Regions from separate parts of the Capra hircus genome. Here region 2 is linked to region 1. The links are chromatin contacts, called in public Hi-C maps. All regions are on one chromosome and are shown on one strand. The core of a region is the stretch at or near the end of the contact, and the rest is flanking DNA. Distances in the headings are between cores, read along the strand shown. Region 1 holds the start of CCR4 (C-C chemokine receptor type 4). Region 2 overlaps GLB1 (beta-galactosidase).

The links. A called contact is a pair of places that touch in the nucleus more often than the background predicts.
Region 2: a Hi-C map of blood shows a contact between it and region 1, with 4 times the contacts expected there. The contact joins the enhancer-like site here to the promoter of CCR4 in region 1. A contact is called at or near these places in 3 of 5 Hi-C or Micro-C datasets (blood and liver).

Annotation. Positions count from the first base shown.
Region 1 is chr22:7,201,895-7,204,594 of ARS1.2, forward strand. It overlaps CCR4 (C-C chemokine receptor type 4), which reads left to right and starts at 1,251. Exons shown (of 2, transcript XM_005695522.3): 1 at 1,251-1,476.
Region 2 is chr22:7,307,437-7,310,136 of ARS1.2, forward strand. It overlaps GLB1 (beta-galactosidase), which reads right to left. Exons shown (of 16, transcript XM_018067164.1): 2 at 840-1,009. Among named protein-coding and RNA genes, the nearest start is that of GLB1, 25 kb to the right of the region's middle. Within about 2 kb of position 1,350, at least 1 of the 5 cell types and tissues checked has an H3K27ac peak or open chromatin away from gene starts, as enhancers often do.

The sequences.
Region 1 (2,700 bases), core at 1-2,500:
AGGACTGCCAGTCTTCCTGGCTGGGTGACTCCATTGTGGAGGGCTGCCCTGTGTGTGGTAGGATTTTAAGCAGCGTTTCCAGTCTCTTCCTATTAGAAGCCAGAAGCAACTCCCCCACCCTAAATAAATCTTCCTCTTTTATACATAAAGCATATATATATAACAAGTAACAAGCAGATTTACTATTTATTTGTGGTATTATTATTTATTTTGGCCATGCCATGCATCTTGGTGGATATCAGTTCCCCAACCAGGGATTGAACCTGGGCCACAGCAGTGAAAGCAATAGAAAGCACTAACCACTAGACCACCAGGGAACTCCCCTATTTATACGTGGTATTAAAATATTTTGTGGAGGATTTCCGTGGTGGTCCAGTGGTTAAGACTGCATTGGGGAACTGAGAGTCCACATGCCACATGACGTGACCAAAAAAAAAAAAAAAACCCAAATATATCATGGGGAGGTGATGATGAAAAAAATGTCTGAAAAGACTCTTTGGGATGGAGTGATTAAAAAAATGTTGATAAACACCACTCTAGTTCAATTTTTCGGTTCTTATTCATGCAACTTCCTCAGGAAAAATGACATTTGTGGCTCTTTTTAAAAAAAGCTGAACCAAAGAGCCAAGCAACTGTAGATACACAGAAGGAAATAACAGAGCTGGCAGGGGCCAAGGATACCATATAGAAAAAGCTTAGGACTGGTGTCAGCCCCTTGGCTATGACTGGTAGGTGAACCCAAAGAAATTCTCAGCCGGGATCACTGTCCAGGGGAAGCGCTGCCATTTCCAAGTAGAAGAGGCTTGGGGAAGGGTCTTCCTGTGGTGCGGGGGGCTTGGAGCTGTGTTGTCGGGTCACTTACACCAGACAGGACATTTATTGACTGTGGTTGCCCAGAGCTTCCATGTCACTGCCAGACACACACATCTGAACACACTTCCCTGCCCCTATCTATTATTCTTAAATAAATCTGGCTCTCACTCTGCCCTCCTCAGAGCCCACTGTTTAGAGAACGTATCGTGGCTTATCTTGATTGCTGGTCATGCCACATCCAGGACGGGGAAATAACAAACAGCTCGTTGATCCAGAATACAAAGGTCATCTCTACTGCACATAGCCAGCTAACCTGGAAAAAAGGGTAAATTAAAAATCCAACAAATTTTAAAACATCAAAAAGTTTCTCTCTTGAAAACCTGACTTTCCTCATCTAGCAGAGTGCAAAGCTTCCCAGCTTTCAGTTTGGGGAAATGAGTGAGTAACCTGAACCCAAGCGGAGAGTCACTCATTTTCTGCTTCTTACTTGTATCAAAAAACCCCGCTTGAACTCAGCGTGTGTAGATGGGTGAGGAAGAGAGCTGGTGTTCACAGGAAGCCGCGCGCCCTTCAGAGGCACCTGTCTTTCTTAGCGCACTGCTTCTTGAGCAAGCCGGGCGCTGCCTCGCAGACCTGCCTTGGAGCCACGTTCAGAAAAGCAAGGTAAGGGGGCAGACGGCGCGGGGTGCTCAGGTCCTCGGACCCTATGCTGCTTGGCCCACAGCCATGTGGGTTTTGGAAGCGCTGAAAGCTGCCCGGCTAGGCAGCCAGCCGATCACTTGGGCAGCCCGGTCATTCTGCTGGTTCATCCCAGTTGGCACCTGTCCTTATTGCTCACACACAGCCCTCCCAGCCCTCGTCTGACTGGCTCTCAGATACTTAACAGCGCTTTCCTCCCGCACACATCTGGCTGAAACTATGTGCTTGGAACACACAGTTAGTTTTCATTCACCATATATACTTTTCCCCTTCTGGCTTCTATCAAGACTCCTGGCTCAAGAAGCACCAGCCAAATAAGGGCTGCAGAATAATTCCAGACATTTACCAGCTGTGTTGACTTGTTTCTTCTCTTGAGAATTTCCTAACACCTCCTCAGCCTCTCTTATTCCTTTCATTTTCACTGGTAAAATGATGGCAATAGACCAGAATTGTTATTTGTTTAATTGGAATTGATAATCATTTAACACAATTTTTTTTTTTTTTGAGAGACTGCGATGCCCCAGGTCTTCAGCATCTCTTTGGAGGAATAAATCAAAACCTCTCTGAGAAACACATACTTTGAGTGTTTGGGTGTGTGGTGGTCAGAGTGGGAGATGGGGAATGTATGTGGAATTATTGAACAATGTGATAGGGTTTTGATCAAGAATATCAGGGTGCCACTAACAAGGATGCAAGGAGAGGAGGCCTTGAGGCAGAAAGCCTCCTGCTTTGCTCTGATTCACATGTGGACATGTGTGTAACTTTCAGAAGATTTTAACCTCTTCCTCTGCCAATTTAGAAAGGAAATGAGGGTGGTTGTGAGCAGGTGTGTAAGGTTAAGATTATAACCTCATCTGCCAATTTAGATAAGAAATAAGGGTGGTTGGGAAGGCAGAGATTTTATTTCTGGCTATGATGTGCTTTTTCTAGATCCATCCTGCTAGTTGCCACTCTGATAGGGTTCGTGCATAAAACTGATCTTTATAGGCAGTTCTGATGAAAAGACCAAAAATTTCCCTCAACTTACCCAACTGAATACAGCCACCTTCCCTAGGGCCTGGAAAACCACATTTGCTGCTTTAGTGTCAGGTTGGCCCAGGAGTGGCCAGTCACCCAGCCGGGGAGTCCATGTGCATCCCAGGTGAGACAGCGCTCCAGAGCGAACACAGGACTTGGGTGCGGTGTGCT
Region 2 (2,700 bases), core at 100-2,599, 110 kb after region 1:
AAACTACAGACAGGCCCCAGTGGTCCGACAACCAGAAGAAGGAGTGGGATTCTCCCTAACCATCTGTCCCAGGAATCTGCTGCTGGATTTTCTCATACTTTATCTTTGAAGAGTTATCAGCAATTCACATCAGCAATGCAAAAACCAGAGTGGCCAGCCACCCCAACTTCCTTCTCAATTAGTCATTTTGAAACAAACAGAAGAGATGAGGAGAGATAGTTATTGGGGGTGATTCTGTAACCCTGGGCCATAGAATCACCCCAGCAGAACCACAAAGACAAACGAGGCTTCAGGGATCTACCCAACAAGGCGTGTTCCCCTAGGAGCTGAGAGGAGCTACGGCCGCCTACAAACACCCTTCTTTAAACCTCAGCTGGATTTCTGTCCAAAAGCACATGCCTCGGCAAATTTCAGTTTTATCAGCTGCATTCGGTAACGGTGAACTTGGAGAAATGGCATCGCCCATGTCACTTATCCTGCACACAGCAAATCCTCAGTCATTGTCACTTCCCTTTTTAAGCTGCTATTCATTTTATGATTTCTGCTGACAAAGGTCAAGGTTGGAAGAAGTAGTTAACTGTCTAAAGAAGCGACACCCAAGCCCAAGACAAACGTCTCCCAGGACACTGTGCATGCTAAGTCATTTCAGTTGTGTCCGACTCTCTGCGATACTATGGACTGTGGCCTGCCAGGCTCCTCTGTCTATGGGATTTCCCAGGCAAGACTACTGGAGTGGGACACGACTATTATTCCCGTTCTGAGCAACGAAACCTCTGCACAGAGAGATTCAGCTGCAGGTGTCTCTGCCTTGGAGGGGAGCCCAGTGCCCTCCTACTTACGTCTGGATGGCGTTCAGCCCAGCCATCTTCATCTTCAGCAGCCGGTCCTTCCAGTAGAAGCGGGGCACGCGGAAATAGTGAATGCTTCCCGAGATGTAGCGGAAGGGCTGGCCATCCTTGAGGAAGCGGTTACGGTGGTAGTCGATCTGGAATGTTCTCTGGGTGGCATTCTACAGAGCAAGGATTGGACCCCATGAGAACTTCCACCCTCAGAAAGCAGATGTTTACGGTGATGGGGGACCCCCTACCCATCTAGTTTGTGTATGTGCCCGGTTCTGGGCTATAAAACAGACCACGGCTGAGATAGGGCGAAGGGGACCTACATGCCAAGTTCCAGAGGCCGGCGCCAACGTGACAATCAGCGGGTGAGATGCCCAAGTCACGTTACCAAAGAGTCCCCCTGCTACAGGGGGCTCCTCTCATACCCAGGGTACTGCGGCGGCAACACACACGAGCATGCACACACATGCACACACACGCACACACACACTGCCTCCCCCCGCCCCCTGTGGCCGCGCCTGGCCGGAGCCCTGCGTTTCCCTCCGCGGGAACGTCGCTGTGCTCAGAGCAACGGACCAGAGGTCCGAAGCCCTGAAACCTCTTCCTAGCTGCTGCTCCGAGCCCCGCCGTGACTGAGCATCCTTCTCGAACCCTCTGTCTCTCCATCCATAAAAATGCAGGATGCCAGACTAAATGAACTCGAAGGCAATATCCGCGACCCAGTTTGTGAATCGTGAACTCAATCTGGGTGATCAGAACTTTTTTAAATGAAAGAGAATAGGAAAAAGAAAGAAAAAAAACCCTCAGTGTTACACATAGTAAAGACAAGCGTTATTTAAAAAATTGTATTTTATTGAAGTAGTTGATTTACAATGTTGTACTAATCTTTGCTGTAGAGCAAAGTGATTCAGATATACCTATATATACATCTTTTTTTCATATTCTTTTCCATTATGATTTATCACAGGATATTGAGCATAGTTCCCTGTGGTATACAGCAGGACCCTGTTGTCTCTGCACTCTCTTTATGATAGTTTGTATCTGCTGACCCCAAACTCCCAATCCATCCGTCCCTCCCCCAACCCCCTTCTCCTTGGCAACCACAAGTCTCTTCTCTACAAAGATAAGTGTTATTTTATGAAACTTTAGTTATATAGGCATATATAGATTTGCATATGGATGTATATCTCTGTGGTGTTGCAATGTAAGTTGTACTTCTAGAATCAAATCAAATTTCAAGAAACACTGGGGATCAATCACTTCAGAAGGCGAAATGCTAGGAGTTGAAAGTGAAGACCTCAGAGGGGAGGCCAACTTTTAGGTAAGATAGAGCACTGCCCTCTGGTGGACGGAAAAAGGCAGCAACAGACCTCATGTAGCAACAGGACCAGGGTTACAAATTGTTGTTCAGTCGCTAAGTCATGTCCAACTCTTTTTCGATGCTCTGGACTGTACAACCCACCAGGCTCCTCTACCCATGGGATCTTCCCAGGCAAGAATATTGGAGTGGGCTGCCATTTCCTTCTCTAGGGGACCTTCCCGACCCAAGGCTACAAGAAACCATTTAATTAGTGTCCTGCACTGTTAACAATGGTTGTGGTTTTTCTAGTAGTCATGTACAGATGTGAGAGCTGGACCATAAAGAAAGCTGAGCACCAAAGAACTGATGCTGTTGAGCTGTGGAGCTGGAGAAGACTCTTGAGAGTCCCTTGGGCAGCAAGGAGATCAAATCAGTCAATCCTAAAGGAAATCAACCCTGAATATTCACTGGAAGGACTGATGCTGAAGCTGAAGCTCCAATACTTTGGCCACTTGATTTGAAGAACTGACTCATTGGAAAGGAGACCTGACATTGGGAAAG